Regions from separate parts of the Sus scrofa genome. Here all the other regions are linked to region 1. The links are chromatin contacts, called in public Hi-C, HiChIP or PLAC-seq and promoter capture Hi-C maps. All regions are on one chromosome and are shown on one strand. Each heading gives the region's core, a stretch centred on a gene start, on an enhancer-like site or on the middle of the called end of the contact. The rest is flanking DNA. Distances are from core to core; before and after follow the strand shown. Region 1 holds the start of CHD1 (chromodomain-helicase-DNA-binding protein 1). Region 2 holds the start of ERAP2 (endoplasmic reticulum aminopeptidase 2). Region 3 holds the start of ST8SIA4 (ST8 alpha-N-acetyl-neuraminide alpha-2,8-sialyltransferase 4). Region 4 holds the start of LNPEP (leucyl and cystinyl aminopeptidase). Region 5 holds the start of ERAP1 (endoplasmic reticulum aminopeptidase 1). Region 6 holds the start of RIOK2 (serine/threonine-protein kinase RIO2).

What was found. Promoter capture Hi-C pulls out the DNA fragments that hold promoters and counts their contacts. A called contact is a pair of places that touch in the nucleus more often than the background predicts. HiChIP or PLAC-seq counts read pairs in DNA pulled down with a chosen protein or histone mark.
Region 2: an H3K27ac HiChIP or PLAC-seq map of alveolar macrophages shows a contact between it and region 1. The contact joins the promoter of ERAP2 here to the promoter of CHD1 in region 1. A contact is called at or near these places in 2 of 2 datasets of contacts at active chromatin or transcription factors (alveolar macrophages and skeletal muscle).
Region 3: an H3K27ac HiChIP or PLAC-seq map of alveolar macrophages shows a contact between it and region 1. The contact joins the promoter of ST8SIA4 here to the promoter of CHD1 in region 1. A contact is called at or near these places in 1 of 5 promoter capture datasets (fetal skeletal muscle), 3 of 47 Hi-C or Micro-C datasets (liver and skeletal muscle) and 2 of 2 datasets of contacts at active chromatin or transcription factors (alveolar macrophages and skeletal muscle).
Region 4: a contact with region 1 is called in a Hi-C map of liver, with 8 times the contacts expected there. The contact joins the promoter of LNPEP here to the promoter of CHD1 in region 1. A contact is called at or near these places in 2 of 47 Hi-C or Micro-C datasets (heart right ventricle and liver) and 1 of 2 datasets of contacts at active chromatin or transcription factors (skeletal muscle).
Region 5: an H3K27ac HiChIP or PLAC-seq map of alveolar macrophages shows a contact between it and region 1. The contact joins the promoter of ERAP1 here to the promoter of CHD1 in region 1. A contact is called at or near these places in 1 of 5 promoter capture datasets (liver) and 1 of 2 datasets of contacts at active chromatin or transcription factors (alveolar macrophages).
Region 6: a promoter capture Hi-C map of liver shows a contact between it and region 1, with 8 times the contacts expected there. The contact joins the promoter of RIOK2 here to the promoter of CHD1 in region 1. A contact is called at or near these places in 1 of 5 promoter capture datasets (liver) and 1 of 2 datasets of contacts at active chromatin or transcription factors (alveolar macrophages).

What each region holds. Positions count from the first base shown.
Region 1 is chr2:105,202,830-105,207,404 of Sscrofa11.1, forward strand. CHD1 (chromodomain-helicase-DNA-binding protein 1) reads right to left here and starts at 2,474. Exons shown (of 36, transcript XM_021085399.1): 1 at 1-2,474.
Region 2 is chr2:103,508,221-103,512,901 of Sscrofa11.1, forward strand. ERAP2 (endoplasmic reticulum aminopeptidase 2) reads left to right here and starts at 2,205. Exons shown (of 17, transcript XM_021085395.1): 1 at 2,205-3,283. It overlaps LOC110259692 (a long non-coding RNA gene), which reads right to left and starts at 3,976. Exons shown (of 3, transcript XR_002342061.1): 1 at 3,485-3,976.
Region 3 is chr2:106,843,593-106,848,318 of Sscrofa11.1, forward strand. It overlaps ST8SIA4 (ST8 alpha-N-acetyl-neuraminide alpha-2,8-sialyltransferase 4), which reads right to left and starts at 2,214. Exons shown (of 13, transcript NM_001037322.1): 1 at 1,813-2,214. The coding sequence starts at 1,925.
Region 4 is chr2:103,565,267-103,570,017 of Sscrofa11.1, forward strand. LNPEP (leucyl and cystinyl aminopeptidase) reads left to right here and starts at 3,100. Exons shown (of 18, transcript NM_001105291.1): 1 at 3,100-3,715. The coding sequence starts at 3,697.
Region 5 is chr2:103,412,176-103,416,599 of Sscrofa11.1, forward strand. ERAP1 (endoplasmic reticulum aminopeptidase 1) reads right to left here and starts at 2,891. Exons shown (of 21, transcript XM_021085396.1): 1 at 2,769-2,891.
Region 6 is chr2:103,821,644-103,826,258 of Sscrofa11.1, forward strand. It overlaps RIOK2 (serine/threonine-protein kinase RIO2), which reads right to left and starts at 1,923. Exons shown (of 16, transcript XM_021085153.1): 1 at 1,754-1,923. The coding sequence starts at 1,819. LOC106509506 (a long non-coding RNA gene) reads left to right here and starts at 2,172. Exons shown (of 7, transcript XR_002342063.1): 1 at 2,172-2,689.

The DNA of each region.
Region 1 (4,575 bases), core at 1,224-3,723:
AAGACGCGGAGGGGAAGGGGAAGCCCCGGCCCGCGGCTCCAACGCGTGATCCCCTGTGGAGCGGATCCAATAATCAATTCATTATTGAAGCACCAACGGCGAGGGCAGCAAAAGCGAGAACTAACAAGCCGTCGTCGTCGCCGCGGCCACGCGCGCGCTCTCGCTCCCGCCGCTTATCGGCTCCCGGCAGCCGCCATGACGCCGAGAGAGCGAGCGCAACCGTCTCCGTCGTAGCCGCCTCCGCCGCCGCCGCCACCGAGGTCGCCGACGTCTCCGCCTCCCGCGCGACGTAAGCTCTGCTCACTCCCCTTCCCCACTGGACGCGAGGCGGACGAGCGGGCGCGCGCACGCCGAACTCCACCAGCTGGCGCGCGGTGGGTGGGTGGGGCTACGTTTTGGAGTCGTGGGGCGTAGGAATAAAGTGATTGGTGGGGTGGCGAGTGGTGGGGGCACTGGTGGAACGCGCACGCAGGCCGCGCAGAGGCTGTCGGACTCTGGTTACGGCGGTGGGTCGGTGATCCTTGCTCCAGCTCCCTACCTTAGTGGCCCAAGTTGAATGTCCGGGAAGCGGGAGCTGCAAGCTCGCTCCATGCGGGTATGGACGCTCCTGTCACTCGGGACGGTTGCGTAAGGACGTCGCGACCGAGAGGCTGAGAAGGAACTAGGGAAACGGGGGTGGGGAAATTTTGAAGACTATAATGGGGTTCGGGGAGCTGCGGAAGGGCTGTGCTGGATAAGCCGCAAGGGTGGGGTCGTGCGTGGGGTCTAGTTGCCCTGGCCTTGGCCTGCGGCTCCTATGGGCCCCCCGCCGGGTCTGAACGCTTGTCTGGGAGGGGGGCTGATGCGTCACACCAGGCAGCCGGGGAACCCAACTGTTTGGCAACTGTGGTCACCTCCCGCCGCTTCCTACGCTTAGGCGACTTTAGACAAAGCCTCCCTCGGAGACCTGAAGTCCGGTAAGAGCCGGATACCTGAGGAGGCGGAGAGAAAATACAGACCGGGTTGTTGACACGCTGTGACGCTTTTTGATTCGTTTCTGGATAGCGCACGCCCGGTTCAGTAAAAAAAAAAAAACTTTTACAACCTTTCTAGGTTCCCGCCTGGAGGGCGGGGTGGAGAGTGCGTGCCTAATCGCAACAAAAGTGCAACACGAAGGACGTTAATAACTGTCTCAGTTTAACGTACTGCAATATAGTTGACGGTTTCTTTCATAACTGTAGCTGCGGGTCTTAGTTAACAACCTTTTTATATCTGTGGAAGGAAACACATCTTTCACGGTGGTGTCCTGCTTCGCTCTTTTGAAAACTTTTTTCAAAATAAAAATTCCTTTACACTTCATTATTTTTCTCGTCCTCAGATCAGTCTTGAGTCGTCCCCAGTTAATAATTTTTGAAACTTTCTAATCCCATTTTTCAGTTACTTGATCTGATGTAAAGGTCCACCTTCCAAGTCAGATGAGTTCGAATGCTTATCAGCATTCCCCAAATAATTATTTTCACCTATGAGAAATATTCATGTTTTAGCCTACTGTCTGTTTAGGCATTTTGGTTCAAAGCCTTCAAAAGAAAAAAAAAATCTCCAAACATAACCCAAAATATGTATTCGTTATGTGGAAGGGTATACCACACTTGGGGAGTAGGGAAAGAAACAGGTACACGGTAGTTTACTCAAAAAAAAAAAAAAAAAAAAGAGAGAAAATATTTGTTGTCAGGGAGCAGTGAAACAAAATGAAACATCACCATAGTTTGCAAAAATCTGTACTCAGCTTCTCCCTCCCCCTTTTTTTCTAGTTATTTAAATAACCATAATGTTGGGTTGTGAAGGATAATAAGATCATAGAAATCTCTCATCTCTGGAGTCCCTGTAAATAGGAACTTAAGTGCTAACTTCTAATATTGTGCTTTAAAAATATGATAACATCTCTTAATAATAGGAACTTCCTGTTCCTTGGACTGATTTTTTTTTTCTTGGATTACTAGAGTGGTAAGTAAAAAAATAAAAGTCACAAAAAAACATGGCAGACAATTTTTTAATCGGAAGTGTGACTCAGGTAATAAAGTCTTCAATTATAACTCTACTACATTTTATCTTTGTGTACCAAAAAGGATTACTGTATGGGGTTAATCTGTTTTATGTTTTCTGAAAGCACCTGTCAGGTGTTTTTAAACTACTGAGTTGTCATTTAGATGTGATATCTGCATACAATCGAGACCTTTTCTTGGCAAAAAAAAAAAGAAAAAAATCTTGCAAAGTTTGCAATAAAATGTTGGGCCTTGGAGATTTATATTTCTGATAAGATTATAATATACTTTATGACTCCACAGAACTTTAGAATGACTTGAGACTATGGAGAAATACTAGGGTAAGTGGAAAATTGTAACAACCTTGTCAGTTCACTTTTAAATTTTTTTTTGCTTTTTAATGCTGCACCTGCAGCATATAGAAGTTCCCAGGTTAGGGGTCAAATTGGAGCTGCATCTGCTGGCCTACACCACAGCCACAGCAACTCGGGATCCGAGCCACATCTGCAACCTACACCACAGCTCACAGCAATGCCGAGTCTCACTGAGCAAGACCAGATATCAAACTCGCGACTTCATGGATGCTAGGCAGATTGGTTTCTGCTGAGCCACGACCAGATCTCCCAGTTCACTTTTTTTTTAAAAGTCAGTTGATAAATATTTTATCTGCACAGTTAAATTCTAAGTTTCATTTTGGTTAAGTAAATTCTGTGTTTCTATCATTTTGGTACTAAACAATAGAGAAACAGTAGGTAATCTCAACATATGACTAGCAAAAATTCCTGAAAATTAATATCAATCATGAAGTTTTTATTACAATCTAATTTTCCATTTGGGAAATTTAATGTTCTTTGGAAAGAACATTACTTTTACAAAATCTAGGATAGGTTTCTTAATTCTGATATGCTCTAGTAGGACTAGTTACCAATGATTATCTTTAGGTGGGAATAGATTGAAAAATCACTTACCCAGAATTTTGAGATGACAGTGACAGCTCTTGTTTTTCTGTTAATGGTTTTGGATGCCAAGATAAGATTTTAATTCCATAAGTATGTTCTTGTTTCCTAGAAGATTTACATACAAAAACTGCTAAAACCATCAGCTTTAAAAATAACCTAGATTCTTGGGAGTTCCCTTTGTGGTGCTGTGGAGATGAATCCAGCTAGAATCCATGAGGATTCAGGTTTGATCCCTGGCCTTGCTCAGTGGGTTAAGGATCCAGTGTTACGAGCTGTTGTGTAGGTCGCGGAGGAGGCTCAGATCCTGAGTTGCTGTGGCCATAGCGTAGGCCAGCAGTTGTAGCTTTGATTCCACCCCTAGCCTGGGAACTTCCACATGCGTGGGTGCATCCCCCCAAAAAAAAGCAAAAAAAAAAAATAATAATAATACCCTAGATTCTCCAGGTTCTTACCAAAGAGTGAACGAGCTCTCCAAGTATGATACTTAAATTTACAAAGCCGCAGCGGAAATGAGTCCAACTAGGAACCATGTGGTTGCCGGTTCAATCCCTGCCTTGCTCAGTGGGTTAAGGATCTGGTGTTGCCATGAGCTGTGGTGTAGGTTGAAGATGCAGCTCAGATCTGGCATTGCTGTGGCTCTGATGTAGGCCAGCAGCAACAGCTCCAATTAGACCCCTAGCCTGGGAACCTCCATATGCCATAGGTGCGGCCCTAAAAAAATGCTAAAGAAATAAATTTACAAAGCCTCTGCAAACAGAACCTATGAAATCCCAAGTCACCTTATAGTGAACATTTACTGTACATTATCTGTTTGCTTAATCATAAAAATTATAGGAGAGAACTGCAGTGCCCAGTGTTGAGCAGGGACAGGAGTTAGCACCTTAGAAACTTTTTCCTAACTGCACATGCCTGACACTCCGTTTCTGAAATGCACAATTTCACGGTTTTAAGTGGTATTTGAAAAAACTTAATAGATTGTTCTGATAACCACCAACAGCTCATCCACCTTGAGAGAGATATTTGGAGAGCCACTATATTTGGAGATTTTTACTGATAAATTCTTAAATCACAGTTAAATTTCAAATGTGACTTTAAAGTTGATGTTAAGAAGCAGCTGTGTATAAAATCTAATAGGCATTTAAGTGGATACAAAGATGCTGCTTACAAATCGAATGTGCAGACAATGATAAAGTAGCTAACCTCAAAATATATTGGTGTCTTGATGCTGTATCATTTCTTTCTCTCCCCAAATCCTTTACTTACTGTACATTATGCCTCATATATGTTATTTTCAGCCTTTCTTCTTAATCCCCACTTCTTTATTTAAGTTCTATTTTCCCTACATCTTTCCAGCTCACCCTGTAGGCTTCCTTCAGACTTGAAATCTAATGAAATCACCCCCTGCTTTAAATACAAATGTTTAAGTATACCACATATATTTGCATAAATAATATTTTAATTACTTAGTCTGTTCGCAGGCTCATTCCAGCATTGCTTTCCATCATTCCTAGCAGACACTTGACACATTAGCCATACGTTTTTTCAGGTCATTGAGAAGGTACCTATCCCATTGTAAATAAATATTGTCCATCAGT
Region 2 (4,681 bases), core at 955-3,454, 1.7 Mb before region 1:
TTGTTGAGGTGTGCACAGCACACTGAGAGGGGCTGGAGAGAGGGAGAGGTGTAGTGTTGGGCCCCCAGCTTTCGGGAGTTGATAACTGAAAGAAGGATATGAAGCACAGGCATGTTAGTCTAAGGTGAGGGCCAAGAGAACTGACTAAATGAGTGCCTGTAATGAGGGACTGGACAGGAAGCATGTGTCGCTTCCAAGGTGGCTTCCTGGAGGAGGCATCTGCCTTGCAGTAAGTTTACACAGGGGGCACAGAGAGACATATGACATACAAGGTGGCAGCCACAGTAGAGGTGAGGAAAGGCTGGGCTTATCCAGAAATGGAAAGTTCCCTGAAGCATGGAGCAAGCATAGGGCAATCTGAAAAGAAACAAAAGTATTGAAAAATGTGTTCGTCCATTCAGCAGACATTTTTTGAGGGGCTTTTCTAGACCAGGCTCTGCTCTAGGCTCTGGGCATTAAGAGGGGAACAATACAGGAGTTCCCAGAGTGGCTCAGCGATTAACAAAACCTACCAGGATCCATGAGGTTGCATGTTTGAATCCTGGCCTTAGTGGGTTAAGGATCAGGCATTGCCGTGAGTTGTGGTGTAGGTCACAGATGTGGCTCAGATCCTGCATTGCTGTGGCTGTGGCGTAGGCCAGCAGCTACAGCTCCAATTCGACCCCTACTCTGCGAACCTCCATATGCTATGGGTGTGGCCCTAAAAAGACAAAAAAAAAAAAAAGAGGCGAACAAAGCAGACAAATACCCTGTTTTCAGGGAGCTCATGTTCCAGTGCGGAGACAGATGAAACAAACAAATCAATACATAGAGGAGTTCCCTTTGTGGCTCGGCAGAAACGAATCTGACTGGCATCCATGAGGATGCAGGTTCGATCCCTGGTCTTGCTCAGTGGATTAAGGATCCAGCTTTGCCATGAGCTATGGTGTAGGTCACAGATGAGGCTCAGATCTGGCATTGCTGTGGCCGTAGGCCAACAGCTACAGCTCCGATTTGATCCCTAGCCTGGGAACCTCCATATGCTGTGAGTGTGGCCCTAAAAAAAAAGACCAAAAAAAAAAAATGTATCAAACCACCAGGAACCAGTAAATGCTGAGAAAACAAAAGCAGACTACAGGGATAGACTGGGTGGTGGTAGGAGCGCATTGAAGGAGAGTCTCTGAGCAAGAGACAGAGAAGACGAGGATGAAGGGACATGTGAATTCCCTAAGCAGCAAGCATCCCAAAGCTTGCTCTCTTATCAGGAAATAAAAAGATTAGAAACCTCTTATAGTAAGAAAAAGAAATGTTTTTTAGCCGCCCCTGTGGCATGTAGGAAGTTCCCCAGGCCAGGGATTGAACCAAGCCACAGCAGTGACAACACTGAATCCTTAACCTCTAAGGGAAGTCCAAGACATAGTTTTAAACAGTGAATTTTGCAGTCACCCAGACCCTACTCCACTTCCTGATGGCCCCATTTCTTCATCCTCTGTCACCACTTCTGTTCTCACGGGCAGGGGAGAGTTCTGAGAACACACAGACATGGGTCTTGTGACATGGAATGACGAGGTATTTCTTGTCACAGAGCTACCCCCCCCAAAGCTTCTTCACCCCTCCCTTCCCCACTGCAGAAATAGATTTCCAAAAACCTCCAGGTTTTTTAGCCCATGTGCCTCTTCTTTTTCGTGTCCCCTCTCCTCCAGTTACCTGTTTGCATCTGTAACCCCACCTCATGGTACCCCTTTAACTATAGGAAATGCCACTCTGAGGGACCCCATCCAGGCCTGTGCCACTTTCTAGGAGTAAGCTACCTCCTTGTTTTTCCCCCTTCTACTTTAAGTTTTTCATCCAGGTTGAAATCATAAAATGTAGAAAGAAAAAATGATAAAATATAAAAAGGGAAAAAAAATAGTCCAAGACCTAACAGGGATCTAATCATGGCAGCATTTGAATACTGAACCAAAGCATAGACTACAACTAGCAATAATACCCAGCAGGAAAAGGCATGAAAACCAGCATAGGAAGGAGGCCTAAAGACAGCAGGAACCAAGCTCACTATATTTCACTTGAGAACACCACTCATGGGTGCATGGCCCTTTAATGCAACAGGATGTAAACAAAACGCCAGACAGGCTTTGAAAGAGGTCATGGGGCCCATAGGCAGCCAGTGGGCTGCACATGGTCTCCCCACAGGAACTGCCTCTGTGCGTAAACAGAGGAAACCATAGGGAGGAGGTTTTGAGCAGCGAGGTGGCGTGACCAAGCAGTGGTGAAAGCATTAACCTGCTGGCAGGCATCATACAAGTGGCCTGCAAGGGCACGTCTTGAGAAGCAGCAAGACTTGTTTGAAGGCCGTTGCAAGGAGTAAGGAGGATCTGGGCTGCTTTAATGACTGTGGGGAAAAAAATTTTTTTTTAAGTCGGGTAAAATGAGATTAAAAAGGAAGACTCAACAGGACTTGGTAACAAACCCAAGTGGAGCAGAATCAAAAGAGTGATAGGGTCCAATCCTAGACAATGAAGGAGGGCTTGAAGCAGATGAACTTAAAGCAAAAAGCACCCACCTGGGGGAGGAAGACATTGTTTGAGTTGTTAGTAGAACATTCAGGTGAAGACGGTCCATCAGGCTTTTGGAACCAGAGCAGCTGAAACCGGAAAGGAGGGATCAGGAGATAAATGCAGGACAGATGAGGATAAAGGCGAAATCTCTGCCCTTGAACATGTTCTCCAAGGAAAAGAGTAAAGTGGGAAAAGAGCAGAGAACAGAGGTTTTATCTTTGTGGAAGGCCTGTATCCAGGGTGGTAAGGAGGAGGAGGAGGCCCCAAAAGATGGGGAGATATGCAGCTGGAGAACAGCCCCTTTATGCCCAGGAGGTAAGAGGTTACAGAGAAAAGCCAGGGATAATGACCTCTGGTAAAGCCCACAGAAGCTGGCTGGGAGTTTCCTTTTCAAGTAGATGGACAGAGATCAGATTGCATGGTAATATGGACACAGCACAGGGGGGAATTCAAGATCATGTCTTAAAATAACTCAGCATTTAAAAAAACAAACAAACAACAACAACAACAAAAACCCCCTAGGTCTGAGGGCTTTGCATCTGGGAATATGGGAATAGGAAAGATAAAGCAGCAGGGATAGCAGCCTCTGAGATGCTAGAGTCCTAGCCGGCCTTGCCATGGTGTGGCCTTTACTCTGAAACCTGCTTCTTAGCTACATTTATGCAAAGTTCTAAGTCTTACCAGAATAGAAAGTGAAAGCAAAAATAAATTCCCCTCCGTTCAAATCTGCAACCACATGGATTAAGGTAATATTTCTCTTGAATTTCTTTTAAAATCCTTGTTTTTAGTGAGAATAATGACCTGACTTGAATGTATAAAACTTCTGTATTGAGGAGCGCTTGCAATCTCAGGTGAGGATCTGGGGAAGGCGGGCAAATCTGGCGTTACTGTGTTGGAAAGCATGTGCAGTTAAGGACAGGGTTTAAGAAATTTTCTGTTTCACTGACCCACTCTCTTTGGGAGATTCTCTTCGTTTTTTTCCCCCAGATGTTTGTTGCAGATTTCATTGTCTCCAATCCCCAGATATCTTGTTCCCTGCAATAAAGTGCCATGTAAAGGAAGGGTCAATGAGCCGTATTTTAGTCCTGATTCTTCATCAAGCTTTCTGTGTTTGCAACAGTCACTCACCTCCAGGTTTTTTAGCTGGACACTAAGGACTTGTACTAGCCAGCTTTTAAAATTCTTATCAGTTCCAAAGTTAAAGACCACATGAGTAGCTATCAGAGCCTTTCTCCACTCTCACCAAAATACATACCTTCCTTTGGGTGTGTCTGCTACATGTTACGGCAGAACTCCAAAATTTAGGCCAGAGAATGCGAGTTTTAAGAACCACCTAATAATTTAACATTAAATGTTCATTACATGCTTCCTATATGCAAATTGTTGTGCTGTGCCAAATTCTTCACAAGAGTTATTTCACTTAATCCCCCCTGTGTGAGTGTAAATCATTACACTATTTTATATGTGTGGAAACTGATGCTCAAAAAATTAGAAAGAAAATTTGCCTAAGATCATTCTGGTAAGCATGACGGAACTGGTATTAGAATCCAGGCACTATGATTCTCAAGCCTTGGACTTAAGAAATAAGTTAATTTATTTTTCAAACCATCAGAAATGAAAGCCAATGGACCAGTTATGGTTTTATGTATCAGAGGCCCTTGAAACATTGGGATCTGGTAGCAATAATTTAATGCCTGTCTAGAAAAGAGTGGAAAAGTGTTGTTTAGCCATTATTTTCTTCTTTTTCTTTGTTTCTTTAAAAATACTTGTTGATCTGCCTTAATATCACAAATTGAAAAACCGAAGTAACTATTTAGACAACTAATTCTGAGGAATGTGTTAATGATGAAGAAGAAAAGGAAACAAAACTATTCATAGATTTAAACTGTAGTAAGGAGGAGGTAAATAGAGACAGGTGGTAGGGTAGGTGTTAGAATTGAATACCTAAATTAACCACATACATTGTTTGTGCTTATTTTATATGTTTTGTAGTGTTACTTTTCTGAGAAGAAATTCTCTTAGTTTTATTTACAGAGGCAGTGGATTCAGTTTGACTTGTGCTTTCAAGGTAGCCTGAGATGAAGAAGACCAAAGCAATTTTTAAAAAATATTCTAGTTTGAATATTGTAAAGTCATATGTTATT
Region 3 (4,726 bases), core at 964-3,463, 1.6 Mb after region 1:
AAAAGGGTGCGAGGAACCTAGCCGGGCTAGCCCGATCGCTGCCGCGCCCCGCCTCCTTCCTCCACGCCCGGGGCAGCGCCCACCGGCCGGCTGGCGTCCAGGAAAGGCCACAGAAGAATTGTTACCCAGGAAATGGGGAGCATCCCAGTCTGTTAATTCCCCCGGAGGACTGGGGGTGCGTTCCTCCTCCCGGCCAGCGGTTTAGGGAAGCTCGGCCGCATGTGGCGCCTCCTCTCGCCTCTCTCGTCCCGCCCACTCTCGCTCTCCAGGGTTGCCAGCCAAGGGCCGGAACCTAAGAGTCCTGGCGAGGCTTGGCCGCTTTGTCCTGGCTCGCGCTTATCTTAGGAGCCCACTAGCCCAGAAGGGAACAAAGAACCTCGACCCCCGCGCCCCAACCTCCGCCTCTCCCCCACGCGCCGGATCACCACCTTCCTAAAGACCCCTTTGTCTGCCTGGGAAGCACAGATCTACCGGGTATGCCCACTCCCCCACCCAGAGTCCTTCTTTTCTGACAATCGAGCTAAGCTGAATTCTCAACCCACCCACTCCCTGTGTTAACGACCTCATACAGTTTGGCATTTTCCCTCGAAAATAGACCATTTAGAGATTTGTTGATGCATACCAATCAACCAGCCCATACCGTATTACCTTCTTCATTCTCTTCCAGTCCCTTTCGATTGTCTTAACTTAATCTATAAAATAACAATTTCTTCTGTAAGGATGAGCTAAGAGTCTTGCTCACCTAAATTCTCATTACTCAGGGAGGAGCAGGAATATTAAGAAATGGAGTGCCTGAAGTTTGTGTGTGTGTGTGTGTGTGTGTGTACGCGCACACACGTTTTGGCAGTCCTCTGCCCACCCCCACGCCCCAGAACACAATGGCAAGGGTTCTATCCCCGTTTTCATAAATGTCATCTTTGCCAGCGTGCAGTTTCTGATGGCGATAGCGGACGCCTCGGGATGAGGGAGGATTTCCGAAACAGGACTTTGTACAGAGTTGACAACCGGGTTCACATCCTCAGAAAACGCTTCCAAGCTATGTAAGCAACACAGAGTTACAGCCACCTCCTGGGTAAACTTCAAAGATACAGAGGCCAAAGGGAGGGAGGAAGGAAGTGTGATATTTAGAGAACTTACTGAGGTGGAGGAAGAGTCTGAACTCATCTAGACAAACTAAAGAAAGAGCAGAAATATAGTCTGTGTGAAGCTACAGTTCCCAGTTTCCAAAACTGTAACCATGACGCCCATGCGTTTTACCCACGGAGAGCAAATAAGGAAGTATGGTTGCTTGTGTCGGAGTTTCTAATTCGAATTATGATACACAGATCTACCCAACGCCAAAGAATTGTAAAGAAACAGAGACACATTTCCTGCTTTCTGGGCTTTAATTAACTTCAGCCTTTCAGGAAGCCAGCTTTTTCTAGTTATCTCCCTACCGTGATGGGGCAGGAAAGAAGGAAGGACAATCAGATGGTGAATAAAGACATCTCGATTGAGTTTTGCCTTGGGATTAAAAGGGCAAGGACACCCGTTCTTTGTTGACACTTCTGCAATGACTTGGGCTTATGAGCCCTGGCAGCACCAATACAACCGTCACTATCGCCGCACAGGGCAAGTTGAACTCATACTGGGAACCCACGTAGAGAGCATACACACCTCAACCACAGCCTTTGTTATTTAATTCATGAGACTAAACATTCAGAAGCTGACCCCAACGCACATAATACCCCAACCCTCACTCTATCGTCTATATTCACATTTCATTTATGGCTTGACTTTTTGACATATCCTAAAATGAAGCTTTGCATTTACCCGATGAGTTGCGTCTCCTGGTGCTCCTCAGTTCTTGCTATTTCTTTTGTCTTATAAAAGATCAGGAGCAGACTTATCGTGCAGATCGTCCACCTCTTCCTAATGGAGCGCATCTTGGGTGCCCGGGAAAGTCCTGGTTGCCCCAGCTCCCTCACCTTCTCTTCATATAAAGGCTCCGTTTTGGGGAGATGTAGTCACGGGGAAGGGGAATCTGTAAAACGCGAGGAGAGCGTGGAGCCGGGATCTCAGGGGCAGGTCTCGAGGGTCCTCTGCAGCCCAGCCGAGCTCCCGCTGGTCCTCGAGCAGTGCCCAGCGCACTCCCTCGCGGTTCCCGCCAGCCCTGCCCCGGTCGCTCCGCGCCGCCTCCCTGGGGCTCAGGTTTCTTTTCCGAAGAGACACCTTGTGCATGGGAGGTGGCGGCCGCTTCTGCAGCTGGGTTCGGGGGCGTCACTGGCCCTTCCCTTTTTCTAGCAGGGAAATGATGAGCAAAACCAGCCAATCACGGGACTGAGGGGGCGGAGGCTGCTGCTGCCTTGCGTTGCTGGCTGCTGCTAGGAGAGTAACGTCGCTGGCGCTGTCTGCACTGTGCTGGGAGAGGAAGCTCACAAGCTCACAGTCGTGTGTATACACACACACACACTCGCACGCATCAGGACTCGCATACCGTGGGAAGAGCAGTAGGAGGAAGTCAGGTCGCTCTCTCGGGACACCAAAGCGTTAGCTCTGTGCACAAGGAAGCACCGAGATAGTCCGTCCGCACCAGCGTGGAGAGGATACCTCTGCTGGTGACAGATCAGAGACGCGTCCTGCTCAGATAGAGCTTGGAGTGGGTAGCAAGAGGTGTAGCTTCTTCCACGCGTCTTTGCTAAATATACACACACTCGCACAAACAGGCGCGTGCACACACGCAAATGCGCGCCCTCCCAAGTAGAATGAATGGGGGAGGGAGGGGGGAGGAGTTGGAGAACGTTTTATATTCCGTGCACAGCTTAATCTGGAAAGTACAAATACACACATGAGCGGATTAGTCGATCGCCCACTCGGTGTGGGTGGTGGATGACCACCCGACTCAGAATCTTGCAGGAAACAAGTGATAACAGAGGTGTCATTAGGAACTTTGTGGATATTTATGTGACTCTCATTCATTGCCATTTGGAAACTCCTCACTCAGGAGTCAAGGAAACTCCAACCCTACTTAAACTTCACTGAAGAGAGAGAGGATTCTGAGAAAAGCAGGACCATGTTTTTAAACCCAAGTACACCTATACTCAGGAAGGAAGGAGGGAGGGAAGAAAGAAGGAAAGAAGGAGGAGCAAGCTGTTCTACAAAGTCTCAATGTGTCTTTAATCTGATTCTCACTCTCTTCTTCCCTCTCCTGTTTCTGTTTGCTTAGTTGGTTGGTTTTTATTTTTTACCTCTACTGTATTTAATGGGAGGGACACTTTCCCAGTCTTAGAGTCTTGATCAGAATACCTCTCCATGTCTATGGTCCTCACTCTCCTCACCCAGAGTGCTTGCTGCACTGGGTTGTACCAGTCCTGGTTTGACTTTTACCTCTGAGCTGATGGAGGCACCGCTCAGGAGAAATAATGCCTGGAAGCCAGGAGTTTCCCCCATCAATTTGAGCAGGTCCCAAGTTCTCTGCCTCCCCCTTCCTCACAGAGATTCTCTAAATTACATCACTTGTTCCTTCAGGTTGAGCAGTGTCTGCAGCTGTGGACCCCTGAGGTTTACACCTCCCTGAGCCAGTAATGTAAGGGTGAGGCTCCCTATCAACTCTCTGCTGGAGGGAGAAAAAGGTGGTTATTCTGAGTTTCTAGTCCTTTGACAGCTTAAAATAACAAGGATAATAGCCAAATCCTCTCCTTAAAAACCCAAGATGCCTGGCAATATTTGCCATTCTTCCCCTAAGATTTAGAAAGTGAAGAACCTCTCTGGTCTCCAGCCTCCTATTCGCAGTGGAGCAAATAGGAGGTTGGGTTTAAAATGCTCAAAGGAGCAAGTAATTATGAACCTTTATTGACACTACAAGTGGCCCACCGGGAGCCTTTCGAGTTTATTGATATCTAGGCAAATCCTGCCTGCATTAATGCATATCTATCACACAGACTTCTCAACAGGCAGAAACTCCGAGAATAAAACAGCTTCTTATTTATGTTAAAAGGGACTGGGATGCGGAGGGGGTGGGCAGTACATGGTTAGTATGCTAACTTCTCTAGGTTAACTTTTTATTTTATTTTTTTTTATTTTTGTCTTTTGTCTTTTTAGGGCTGCACCCACAGCATATGGAGGTTCCTAGGCTAGGGGTCAAATCTGACCTGTAGCTGCCGTCCTACGCCACAGCAACAGCAACATAGGATCCAAGCTGTGTCACAACCTACACCACAGCTCACAGCAACGCCAGAACCTTAACCCACTGAGCGAGGCAAGGGATTGAACCAGCATCCTCATGAATCCTAGTCGGGTTCATTAACTGCTGAGCCACAAAGGGAACTCCCCCTTAACTTTTTATTGTTAAGCAGAAAACAAAAACATTCTGGATTTCAGATAAACACTACTCACTGATGATGACTGAATAATATGTATCACCTAATTAAATTTACCCAACATTTTTTAAGCAATTACTGCGGGCCAGTATGTAAGGCTTTGGGAACACAGAAATGAATAAAATACAGCATCTGACCAAACAGGGAGATCACTTACTTAGAGGTGGACAGATATGAAAAATAAATAATAAAAACAAATTGCAATATGGCACCATGAACTAACAGCACCATTTGAACTATGTACCTTGTATTTGGGTGAGCTGCTGGTTGGAAGCAGATAGCTTGTTTAAACATCTGGGAGCAATGAAGGTGAGCTTCCTAGGAGCGGCGCACAGAATAAACTGGGGTTTGCAAAACTAAGGGGCAAA
Region 4 (4,751 bases), core at 1,850-4,349, 1.6 Mb before region 1:
CAGGAGGGCTGAACAAATGTCATTTTCAAATGTGTGCAACAAATTAATGTATTTCTAACTGTTTATTTCAAAATAATTAGGGAGCATATTTAATAATGCTAAACTAAAATGACATGGAATACCAATAAATTCTATTGGAATATCAATTAAATGTTAGTGAAATAACTGTCTACTAACCTGAAGTTAGCTATATTTCTCTTTATTTTATATTCCTTCCAAGGATTATTGTCACTGACCTTAATTACCCTGCAGGAATAGAAAAGGAAAAGGAAATTCCAGAGTTCTGGTTTAGAACACAGACTACCTGGGTTCCAGTCTCTGTCTGCCATTGGACTGTGAGTGAATCATCTAACCTTTCTAAACTTCAGTTCCCTGGTCTGTTAAATAAGGCTTGGATTAGCTGATTCATAGATAGGAAATGCTTTATTTTGATGAAAAGTTTCTATTTTCATCGATTATCAACTTTGTTGCTGCTTCATAAATAAATCCTGTTTGTTCAAGGAGCTCATTTTTTTCTTTTCATGCTATATATTTTATAATTAGCCCTCCAAATTTATGACTTTCAAATGTTAAATGGTAGACATCAATGATTCTGAAAATAGTAAATTAGAATAGTAAATAATGTCACACTATCTTCTCTGAGAGTGAATAGTCGCTTCATAATAATTTAAGTTTATGCCCTTAACTAAAGAGGAAGTTCTGTGTGGAAGGATGGGAGGAGGTTAAAGACTGAAACAGTGTGTTTCAGTAGTGAATCTGCGCAACTGTGGTCTCTCAAAAAGGCTTTATGAGGACAAATAAAAAATGGTATCCAAAAAAACGAAAACCCAGAATAAAACAAAACAAAATTTATTTTTATTCTTTTGAAGGTAGTTAGGATTCTGAAACATTCTGATTTTGTTTACTTTTTTTTTTTTTTTTTTTTACATTCAATACAAACCCACAAGCCTTTAAATGGTCCTTTGCATATTTGCGTGACTGTGTAGAAATGGGAGGGGTGAGAGGCAAGAGGTTGGCAAAGAGAGGATAGTTATTTGTCTCTACGTCAAAGAAATCTAAAAAGACATAATGATCCTCCTGTATTTGCTAGTGCAATGGTGAAACATTTTTACTAGTCTCTGCAAAATTGAAGTATTTAAGATCGAACACAAATAACCTGTTTCACACTTAAAAGCATGATAGACTAGCTTACAGGTGAGGTGAAAAGAGGGAATTTAACAAGCTGTGGAGTTTTAAATATCTCTGATACTAAGTGCTTTGACTAGGAAAATAACTCCAAAGGGAAAAGACATGACCTAAAATATAGGTAAGAGCCTCCTATCTAGGCAATGCAATGTGTGGGATCCTTTTGACAAAATCCAGCATTGCCTATATTATATCATATCTGACCACTTATGTACCAACCCCTGTGGTTCACTTCCTATTTTTGGTTCTGTTGGGGGTGGGAGGTTTGAGGAGGTAGCCTAAGGGCTCTGATTATCTTTAACACAATGGGAAAAGAACAGCTTGGAGGTATCATATGATACAGACACCTTCTCTGCACTGATCACAAAGGCACCACTCAATATAGAAATGTTCTCTGGAAGGCGGTTTTAAACATTGCAAGTGAACTAGAACTCTAAATACCACTGCATCCATTCACAAATTATTTATTGCGTATCTATCTAGGGATTAGGATACAGCCCTTTATAAAGGTAATGACCCTGCCTTGCATTCTTGAGAGGAAGATTCATAGTAATGTAAGAACAAACAAAACGTTGAGAGCCTTAAGTGCTGTGACTACAATAAAGCAGAACCCAGTCTTTATAGAATAGACCATGTTTGCACCTATTTTCCATTGTGTGGCCAGGAAAGAGCTCTTCTCAGAGAAGCCCTTTGAGATGAGACTTAAAATACAAGAAGGAACCAGCAGTCGAAGTACCATGCAGAAGGAACAGTTCTTCCATGAGGACCATGCAGTTGGAATGGTTTAATGTAAATTGGCGACTTTAAGGAACAGCCAGAAAGCCTCTGTGGACAAAGCATAGTAAGCACGTGTAGGAGATAAAGTCCTAGAGTTAGGGAAAGAGTTTCGCTTTTATCCTAAGTGTGATTGGTAGCCACTGGAGATTTTAAAGCGCAAGTGGGTGATTTAATTCAACAGACATTTAAGAATACAATATTGCAAAATACAATATTTTACTTGGATTTTACTTCTTTGAAACCTAATTTCAATTTCCCACGCAGGTCAAACAACAAACAGTACTGCCAGCCCTGTTTGCCCAGGCTGTTTGCGCTTGCCACGGGCTTGTTTGCACCGGACGCCCTGCTGTTGACAGCCTCAGAGAAGCGTGTGACAGTTGGCAGGCGCAGTGAGGCACAGCGGGAGCCAAGTTGCTGCTGAGGCCAAGGCTGCGTTTGGGGAGGACAGAAGAGCGATGAGGGGCAGGAGGCGATGCAGCGCGCCCCGAACTCCGCAGCATAGCGGCGATCCGCACAGAGAGCAAGGGATGATGAAGTGAGGCCTGGAAGAGCATCACCCGGGCTCCCCAGGCCCCTGGTTATTTCATTTCAATGGTTCGCCGGGTCGCCCGGCTTTGACACTGGAAACTATGGGGGCTGGAGACTGGAGTTGAGGGCTCCAGTGCTGGAGGGCGGGGGCGACAAAGAGAGTTTCGCTTTCTCCGGCCTAGCTCTGCTGGCCTGGCCACCTGCAGCAGCGGCTGCACCCCGGGGAGCCGCAGGTGTTGATTTAAGGCTGGCGGGGCAGGCCTTCAGCCCACATCCTGCGGCTCCCGCGGCCCCGGTCTGATCCAGTGCCAGGTTTTGTGATCCGCCTGCCTGTAGATGCCGCGCCCCGATCCGCTAGCCGCCCAGACTCCTTGGGGGTCTTCCCCCACTTCAGTCAGGCCACCGAGAGCATGGGACCTCTGTGATGTGAGCCAGCAGCCCTGCCAAGACGACCCACAGTGCCTGCTCCCTCAAGCCTTAGCAGAGTGAGCTCCCCGGGGCCACACTCCCCAGGGAAACCGAAGCTTCGCAGTCCGGGAGCGACCTTCGTCCATAGATCCTGCTTTGCCTTCAGATCTTGGCTACAGTGGCACCTTCCAGGCCTCTCCTCAACAAGCATCCGAATTAGCGACCCACTCAATCTCCGTCACATCACCTAGATTTAATGCTGAGCTGGGCATTTATATCAATCTCGTGTGTCTTGTGTTTGTTTATTATCTGTCTCTGGAATGTCTCCTCGACGGAGGCAATGACTGTGTTTTACCAGCGCGGAGCTGGGTTCCCGGCTCCTAAGGCCGGGCCGGGCCTGGCCGGGACGTTATAGGCTATCACATTTGCTTAATGACTGACCGCTGTTCTGGGCACTGAAACAGACCGAGTTGCTGGCCTTTTCTGTCAGGGGCGGGGCTTGTTCCGGTCACGCCCCCCCCGGCCCGCCCCCAGATCTAACCCTCTCCCTCCTCTTCACTCCCTGGAATCCGCTGGGGCCTGTGCAGTGCTTTTTCCTCTAGTTTCCCTCGCTCTCTGCAGCTGTCGCTAAAACACGGAGCTGTGGATTTTCGAGCGAGCGGAGCGGCGCCGCTGTTCGCGGCACCTCCCCGACAGACCTCGGCGCTGCGCTGGGCATGCTCAGTTGGTAGGGCCGCTTCAGCGTTCGGAGTAGGAAGCTTGGACGCTCCTGCTGTAAGGAGCTGCGGCCGGGGGAAGATGGAGCCCTTCACCAATGGTGAGTGGGCGGCCGGAGGACCCGGGGTCAGACGCTCTCTGGGGCAAGAGGGTCGTGGGCAGTGTGACACGCGAGGTCGAGCTGCAGTCGCACCGACCGCGGGTTTCCCGTGAGGGCTTAGGGGCAGTGGAGAGGGACGGGGAAAGCAGTTCGAGGCTCGGGGGAGGGGGCGGGAGGCGGCCGGTGTCGCGGAGTTGGGGAGTGGTGTGAAGGTCAGTGCCATCGCTTGCCCAGGGTGGGGGCGTCGTCGGTGTGGCCCGACCGTACGCTCTGCTGCGCGCCCAGGTGGGCGAACAGCAAAGTTTAGGCTGTTTTGCGCAGATCAGGGGGCAACGGGAAAGTTGGCAGCTGCGTTTGCCCGGGAGAAGGGGGTGTTGGCCACAGCTTTTGGGCAGGAAGAGTTAAGCCGCGGCCCTTACCAAAGACAACTTCGGTGGTGCGGCGGGAGCTATCCCCCTGTCCTTCAGCGAGTTGCCGGCGTGACTTTTCCTAATAGGACGGGGTGGGGGTGGGGGCTTAGCAGGTTAATTTAGTGGAAGGAGGAGAAACTTGCAGAAAGGCTTGATCACCCCTGCTGTGTTCCCAGGAGGTTCCTCCCCGCATTGCCACCCTCCAGTCTGATGCGGAGGCACTACGCAGAGCGTTCAAGCTTCCTTTCCCTGGCTTCCGATAACCAGTTTTTCAGTTGAAGACTCATTAAATATCAAGGGTCCGTCACAATGATATCACAATGTGACTTGAGGCCAGAGTCAAAGCAGGAGCCTGCAGGATGCCCTGCAAACAGCCACAGCCCTTTACTGAAAGGAGGGAATAAATCCCACCCTGCTTAAAACGATGGCTTCTGTTTGGACCAGAAGTGCGGGAGTCACAATGTAGAAGTGAGATGTCTTACAGTTTTGCAGCTTTCAGTATTTGGAATCCCTTTGGGGACAGAAAGTAGTGAAACAGCCAGTAAGGGAGGACTCACACCAATATTAGAAGATTCACTTTCTAGTTGACCTTTCACTTTCCTGCGGGTGGTTGATTACTTAATGGT
Region 5 (4,424 bases), core at 1,641-4,140, 1.8 Mb before region 1:
AAGACTTCCTGCCACCACTTCCTCAGGCAGAGCCCAAGAGTAGGGGCAGAATGATGAATTTGCCTTGAAGTTGGAAGGCCAGAGATAAAGGGAACTTGTACGATGCTTCCACTTGGACTTTCTGATGGCAGTAGCTTAGTGGGTGTGGACCACACCCCAAGATGCTAGAGGGCACAGTGAAGGTGACAGGTTCAGGCATGTGAGGACGCTGGGAGTCCTCAAAGATTTTCCAATAGCCCAAGAGGAGATCCAAAAACGTTAACTGGTTCTGAGCTGACAGCAAGGCTCATGAGCTGCTGAAGGGCTTGACAGTGGTACCTCACAGCAAAGGCTTTGCAGTGTTGAGTCCAGGAGAAGAAGAGGCCAAAGAGAACATGGTTGTGTCTCAGAAGGATGCAGTGCCAGGAAACCAAAATACAACATGTGATGTAGACAGCAGAAATGTTGGAATTTATACATACATCCATGTATAATTATAACTGAATTAATAATGTATTTATTAGGTTTACAGTCAGAAAAGAAAATCTGGCTGTGACCTTGGGCAGGTTCCTTAATCCCAGTTTCATTTTCTTCCTGTGTAAAATGTGATGATACCTGTCTCACAGGACAGCAGTTAAGATTAAATAAGTTAAACTATTTTCAATCACTCTTTCCAAAGATATTTATTGAGGGCCTATCATGTACAAAGGTTTTGCTAAGGCAATGCAAAGCAGCAAGATCCCTGACCTCAAAAAGCATAATAGTTGGGTGGGGTGATTTTTAACTAATTTACACAAATACAGATATACACAGATAGTTACCCATCATGATTAGCTATGAAGAAAACAGCAGCACATATTGAAAGAGAGTAATAGGGCTGACTCACACTGGGGCTTTCTGAGATTTTTAGCTGAGATTTCAAGGACAAATGCAAGTTAGCTAAGGAGAGAAAGAGACAGAGGTTTCCAGACAGAGGGAATGCTACACATCTTTGCAAGCTCTGAGTCAGGAGAGAGTGCAAGTTATTTACAAGGCCAGTGAACCTGAAGCACAACATGTGGCAGAAAGATGCATCTTTGGGGACAGACCACCACACAGCCTTATAAGCATCCAAAGGATTTTGGTTCTATCCTAGGGGCAATAAGAAGCCACTGGATTTTGATCTCGGGGACCTTAGGATCTGGTTGACGCCTTAAGAAAATCATCTTGGTTGCTGTGTGGGGTGTGAGGACTGAGAAGAAGGGAAGGCCAGTTAGAAAGTAGTCTAGACAGAGTAAGTACGATGGTGGTTTGTATTGGAGTGATGTCAACAGAAATCAGGGCAGGGGGCTGGGGACACAGAGAGATGGAGATATTCAACATCCATATTTACGGTGGATTAGAAGTGGCGAGTGAAAGGACAGGACTATCAGGATGGCTGCCAGGTTTCTAAAATGAACATCTGGGTGGTCATAGGTGCCCTTTATTGAAATGGGAAGGCCAGAGGTGGAATGGGTTTAAAAGAGAGGAGAGGGAATCAAGGTTTAGTTTTAAATATATTGAATGTGTGATGTCTAAGAGATATCCAAGGGGAAGCATCAAGAAGGCAGTTAAATATACACAGATTGAGAACAGAGAGAGAAGAGTTTTAAAAGAATTTCCTGTACTTGACTGCACTCTTTTAAAGTTTCAAAAAGTACCTTCCTTTGTCATCTGATCTTACTAAAAGCTTCTTCACAATCAATGTGGATGAAAATGTGGCAGTAACGGAGTACTTAACTTACCTCATAGCCAGGAAGAGTTCAAGACACTTTAGGAACCTTACTGCCTTTGGTGAGTGTGACTTTTCCCATTCACACAAGAAGTCAGGGGCAACTCATCCTGGGCTATGTCACCTTCCCTTTATTGGGACACTATGGGATGTGAAATTCATCATCAACAGGACCTTCTTCCAACATGCTCTGAACAATGAAATTAACAAGCCCTAATAACAGCATGTCACTGCTGGTAAATGATACAGATGTTGAATTAATTCGATATTTAACACAGTGGAATTTTTTTCTATTTAGACCCACCTGAAAATGTGCTACAGTACAGTTACAACGTCTTGGAAAAAGAGACAATGCTGGCCAATTTTTAGAAGTATTTTTTGAAATTATTGACCGCATCCTGAGTTGAGAGCAAATATTCTGTGCATTTAATAGAAAACAAAGCATTCTTTCTGAATGTGGCCTCAAACAAACAAACAAACAAACAACTCCATGAAAAGGGTGAGGAAGTGTCTGCACTTCCTCCTTCTTATGAAATTAACTTGCAGGTCCAACTGGTGAGAAAGGCACCCAAAGCGGAAATTTTAATTTGCTCAAACAGGAGTGTTTTAACTCTGAATAAACCCTGGCGGCGCCAGAGCCAAAGTGAGGACAGAAAACTGCTGGCAAGAAGTACAGGAGAAGCAAGGAGAGAAACGATCTTGAGGACACTCACAGAGGTTCCCACAACACTCCTGCGCCTGGAAGTAACCAAAGCCGCGTTCCAGTCTCTGACTACTAGCCACATGGTACCCTCCTTGGCCTAACCCCACCGTCCGTCCACCGGTCCCTCCACTTGGCCCTACTCAGGTGTCAGGTGGACCGGGCGCCGGCAGGAACCCAGGCTCCAGCGAGTGCAGAGGGAGGCTTCTGCCAGCCGCCTGGCCATGGGACTGAGTGGAGCAAGACCACCACCGGCCCTGCGCTCCTGGCCATCTCCCAGTAGAAAAGAGGGACAAGGACAGCAGCGGTACTGGGCTGGCGCCAACCCCGCCACCTTACCTGTGGACGCCACCCTCCCTGTGGACTCGATCCCCAGATCCCCAGGCCACACGAGACGCAGCCTCCTGGTCCTCCTCCTCCCCTTGCTCCAGGCCCCCGGGGCCTCCCCCCTCAGAGAGGATGCCCAGGTCATGCCCTTGCCCAGCCCTGTAGCCCCCTCCCAGCGGAGCGCACTGGGGAGGGGCTCCCTGTACCTGGGGCTCCGGACCACGCTGGCTGGCCCTTGCTCCTCTGCAGCCTGCCCTGCCCTTGCCGGCACAGGGACCGAAAGTGAAAGTAGAACCGGAGCTGCAGGCGGCGTGCGGGGTGCTGGGCCGAGCCGGGGCAGGCGCAGGGAGGCCCCTAGCCGAGGTGGGAGCTGGGGAAGGGAAAACCCGGGTATGGGGCTGAGTGGACACCATTGTTCCCCAGAGGCGAATTCACAAAACAGTGCTGTTTGCGTGTGGGAAACAGCAGGGTTATGATACAGGAGGGACCTGGCGGAGAGGGGCTCCCCTTTCGGAACGCAGATCATTTTCTCCGTCTCTGGACGGTTATTGTTGCTTTTTCATAGATTAGCCTTCGGTTCGGCCGAGGTTTGTGGGTTAGGAGGGGGCTAATGCGTTTAGAGGGCCATCCACTGACTGGATGCCCCCACCCAGAAATAGCTCGAAGCTCGTTGGACTCAAGGGATGTCCATCATCTCGCCTCTACAAATGGGCTGAGAGCTCTGAGAGCTCGTGGCCCGCCTCAGAGAAACAGAATCCGGAAGGACTCTTTGTTTCTGCCAAACACTGAATCCCCTGGGTCTCAGTGGGCTGGCCTTTGGGTTGTAGAAGGATTTGGCTAAGAGTGCGAAATAGGTGGAAGCGGGATGTAGCTGGTCCGAACTGCTCCACCATGACCCAGAAGTTTGCTGCTCCCCACATGAAAACGTTCTCCCTGCTTTTTCAAATCAGGTCACCGTTTCTATGCTCCTCTTAGAACACTGAACCTGGATGAAAGGTCGCCAAAAGCCCATCTTGAAACATTTGAAGGTAAATGCAGTAACAAGCCAAGAAAACACAAATATTTATACTCACCAAATGCTGGCCCCTCTGCGACTTATTCTCACTCTACTCAAGCTTTCTCCTTTCATTTCCTTCTCTGCCGCCCTGCCTTGGAAAACGGGGGGGGGGGGGGTTCCAAGTTGCTAGAATAGTATTTCTCAGCTTTTCTGTCTTCCATCTTATGCCTCCTTTTGAAAAAATATATTTTGTTCTGCATATTCTCTCCAGTCAAAGATATTCTGTAATATAAACTTAATACCCTGTCCCCAGGCCCAATCAGAGTGGGATCAAGGGAAATGTCTACACTTCTACAAGGAGCCAGTTTGGGATCAGGTAATTTGCACGTTTGAACTGCAGCAGGGCTGTCAGTGGCTCGCTATAACCTCCAAGGCCTCTGGGTGTCAGTGAGTGATCCTGCTTTGCTCAGATGAGAGATTTCTGTTCAGTAAACGCACGCATTTCTTTGTTTTCATATTTTTATTACAGGATATGCTGTTTTCCCTTCAGTTTCTATTTAGTGTCTTTTGAAATATTTCTTGAAAGTCAGGATGGAAGGAACTGAAGGCGCCCCAACAGACAGGAGGCTGCCAGGAGTGACATGTGAGAAGGCAGGAGGAGAGGAAGGTCT
Region 6 (4,615 bases), core at 673-3,172, 1.4 Mb before region 1:
AGAGAAGTAAAGGGTAGAGAGTCAAGGAAAGGTAGCCACTGACACCAAGACCAGTGAGACTCAAGAGACTGAAATATTTAATGAGTTCGGTCATTCCTTAGTGAGCTTCAGAAGAACTTAAGTATTGCAGAAATAAAGCTTTGGAAGATAAATGTAGCAGCATTTTGATGTTCCAACTAAAACTTCACACTTTAACCTTCTTCCATTCTCTGTTCCCTTCCAGACTCTAAGAGTTTCTTAATTTCCCTACTTTCTGTCAGAGTCATTAAGGAATGAGGGAATGTGTTGAGGAATCAGAGAAGGAAGATATCTTTCAGATGTGAAACTAGGTAGACAAAACTCAAAATCTATGGGAAGGGGGAAAAAAATGCCTTCCAAATTTATACTGAATTTACACCTTATAGTTTAATCCTTAAAAATGGCCTACTTAAGCAAAAGCTAATAGTTCCTACATAAATGTGATTTACCCTGAAAATCCCTAATCTATGTGTTGATCTTTGTACTATAAGACCAAGACCATAAAGTCAGTTTGTATTACTTCCCTGCTTAAAACTTCAGTGATTCCCTTGTAGTTCCCTCGGTGGCACAGTGGGTTAAGATTCTGACTGCAGCAGCTAGGGTGGCTATGGAGCTGAGGGTTTTTTTCCCTGGCCTGGCACAAAAGATTAAAGGATGTGGGGTAGCAGTAGCTGTGGCTGGATTCAATCCCCTGGCCCGGGAGCTTCCATAGGCCTGGGGCCATTAAAAACAAAAACAAACAAAACACATAAGTGGCTCCCTTACATTTAAGACTATGGTCCAAATTCTTTACCAGGCCTGCATGGGTATATATTTATAGCACATGATCTAGTTCTCATCTTTTCGGGTTAACTTCCACCTATTCTGCTTCTTGTTCACTATGGCCTTTCCGTTCTCAAAAACCATTCTTGCCTCAGGATCTTTGAACTTGCCACTAGAGTTTCCTCTGCCTTCAATTCTTTCCAAGGACTTCCCTGGGCTGCCTCCTTTTCATTCATTCGGCTATCAGGCCTAACCCCCCATCCTTTCCTTTACTTAGCAAATATTTATTCTGTAGCTACCAAGAACTGGGAAATTTTTAGAAAGGCCTTAAAACTTTGGATACAACAGTCAAAAAATAAGATTCTTGAACTCAGACAGTTTTCTCTGACTAAGCAATTTAAATACAATATTCATTGGTCCCGGCCCCACCACTCAGAGTTTCTATTCCTTTACCCTTTTTATCATCTTATAGCCCGTGTTATCTGATATTATCTGTTTATTCGTTTACTTGATTATATGCTCCCCTTGCCTTGTTGAATTCCCTAAAACTATTACTAAGAACCCGACGAGTATGTTAATTGATTGAAACTGAGGTAACACTATGTGACTGAGCCTGTGAGTAGAGAACTCAGTGCTGTCAATTCTTTTCAAGAGCCTTAAACCCTTCTCAGCTGGTCAGAAGCCCTGGGTCAGAGATGCCCAGGCCACGGAGATTCGAGTGTGGCTCTGGAAAAGTGGGGCAGAAAGGAAAGAAATAATTTAAAAAGGGGCCTCTGCTCTACTTGGGGGAAGAGAAAAAATTCTGAGCGAAGGATTTTGAAAATTCCGTCTCGGTGGTTTTCTTTTCCCCATTCCCAACCTCCGTCGCCTTCCAGGGCCTAAAGCGCGCACAGCTCCCAGCAAACTCGGAGAAGAGGAAGAGCACACGCGGTGGAAAAGGACGTTGGAGACAGGAAAACGGCGAACTTCTTACCGCGGTCAGGACCCTGAAGTCATCCCGGCTCATATAACGCAACTTGGCCACATTCACCTTCCCCATAACGGCCCCAAACCCAGGCCAGAAGCCTGTGGACAACCAGCGGAGAACGCAAAGTAATCGGGTACTCAGGCTTCTCAGCCACCACACAGCTGCCGGGTGACTCGCGCATGCGCTGCTTATGCAGCAGGTCCTCGTTACTAAAAAGTACCATTCTCACTGACATGCAGCAATAGAACTACTTCTGGGCTTTATGAAGCTTATAGTATGGAAAAAATTAGAGGATTTTTTTTGTAAAGTGGTTTAGTCATGGGACTAAGTCTTCCGACTGTAAGTGCTCTCCACTAAGTGACATTTGTTTTCCTTATCTGTCAGGACCGACTGCCTTAAGTGCGCGATCCGCCGCTTAGAGCAGAGAAGTGGTTTAATGGGAGGAGCAGGTTTTATCTCCTAACAGCAACTTCTGCTTTAGTCAAATGAGTTTCATTAAGAGAGGGGGGGAAAAGAACCTGAGCTGGGCTCCTGACAATCAGGTCTGTCAGATAAAAATAGTAACCACACGAGCAGACCTTTGTCTAACTGCGCATGCCCAGGACTGGGGCCCGCGTGGTTAGAGAACGCTCCGACATCAGCTCAGAACGTGGTCCAAGTTGGTCCTTAAGACACCGAGTGCGCCTGCGCTTGCTGGGGGTGGGTCCTGGAGTGCTGGGTGGGGCCCTTGTGTGCTCTGCGCTTCTCCCGCGCTTTTCCAGAAAAAGTGTGCATTTTGATGGTTCGGAGCGGGCCTACGCGGATTTGCTATTGAGGTCCCCATTTAAGGGTTTTACCAGCCCTGGCACTCGTTCCTACGTCAACAAAAATGTAAGCGCAACGGAACAGTAAACAGCTTGCACCCGACAGAGTGCGTACTCTACTTTCCCTACGACAACAAGGGTAACAAAACTTGTATAATAATATTTGCATTTATATCGCGTTTCACGAACTATATTTTAAACCTTTAAAAGACAATTATTTTGGTTTGCCTATCACCAGAGGTGTGGGTGCTGCATATGGTCGAAGATGATTGTGGGCCACTTAAGGCTTGACCGCATTTCCAATCACTGCCATTTAGCGTCTCTCAGGGTCTAGTCTCAAAACTTTACTTAAACTTTGGAAATTAGTGTTTACAGAGTTCCTTCTTTCCCCTTCCCCTGTTTTTCACTGACCCATGCACTTTTCTTTTCCAAGGCCCTACTGAGTATGTTGTTGGGTCCAAGCCCTTTCATAAAACATGCACTGGAATTCTTCTAAGACAGGCAGTTGTATCTGTTCAGTCTTCCAGTCAGAATAGTTAATATTGTTAAATCATAAAATACAGAAAGAACTACCCTCTATCCTCTGAGTACAACCTTTGCTTTTTTAACCTGAATGCAGTAAACCTTTGATTAACCATGACCAATGAATAGAACCCTTCATTGAAATGGAATTTTTCTTTCTGTAATTCACATAAGGCATGAGAAATGAAAAGTTTTTAAGGAAATCAAGTGAGTCACTTTTGGAGCAAGAATGGGAGTGGAAACAGGATCATTTGGGTGTTTACTCCTAATCCAACAATTTAGCAGTTTTTCTTAATCTATTGGCAAACCTTACCTTGTCAACTCTGCTCCAGACAAGCACCACTAATTCATTGGATTTGGCTGGAATTGCTATCGTGGTTCTGGCATAGTCCCTGAGGTTAATCACACTGAGCCCAAGTATCTTACACTTTCAATATTAATGTATATTTTCTACAAAATCCTCTTAATCAGACTCTTGAAGAGTAAAAGTGATTCAAGTACTAATTAGAATTCTCTATTATGACATGCTTAATAATGACTAAAAAATGCACAGTATTCTCCACTCATTTACCATTTATCAAACACATATATTAGAATTTTTTCTTGTTCTTAAAGGAATTTAGTCCCAATCTTTATGCCTTGTGGTGGAAGGATATGAATGAAAAGTTGGATAACAGTATAACAGAGGTATGCAAAGGGTTTATCACATCATTATTTCTTCTTCCCAGATCCTGTTTCCTAACACACACCCACCCCTACCTTGTCTTTATAAGCTTCAGAGGATCTTGACTGTTTAGAAATTAAAGTTCAAACTTCTTATATTAGTATTCAACCTTCTTAAGCTGGCGTTTAAGATCTTAAGCAATCTGTACCATTGTTTGCAAGTAGCATCTATACTCTTACCTAATTGAACTACTATGTGTTTTCCTTGTACAGCTGCCTTAATTTTCTCTCTCACCATTTTTTTCCTTCATTTGTAAAGCTCACTCCCCCCCCCTTTTTTTTCTTTTAATCAGTATACATGTAAATCCTACCTACCATTCTTAAAATTCTGTGCACCTCATAACGCTTTTGTTTATTATCCCTGTTTTATTTTCCTAGGGCTGCTAACAAATTACTGCCAACTTGATGGCTTAAAACAATAGAAATTCATTCTTTTACAATTCTGGACTAAGCTCCCTCCAGAGTCTCTAAGGGAGAATCAGTAGTTTAAGCTACCGCCCAACTTCCAAACTTCCCTGAACATTCTTATCATTTTTTACCATCAGAAAATGTAGTGTAGAAGTCTGGGTTTGGAGCTAAGAGACTCTATCAAAATAACTGGCATGGTCTCTGAGGTATTTTTAAGTTTTAAGATTCTTTTTGTCTGCCTCTTAGACTTGCATGGGATAATACTCAAGAATCTTTATGGTTTTATTTATTTATTTGATATGTGTGCCTTGATTCAGAGAGAAAATAACTTGTTTCAGATTTTTTATCTACTTCATTGCCTTACTTGAGTTAATGAATGTACTTGCTTTAGTCTTGTTCTCTTTTTGTGGTC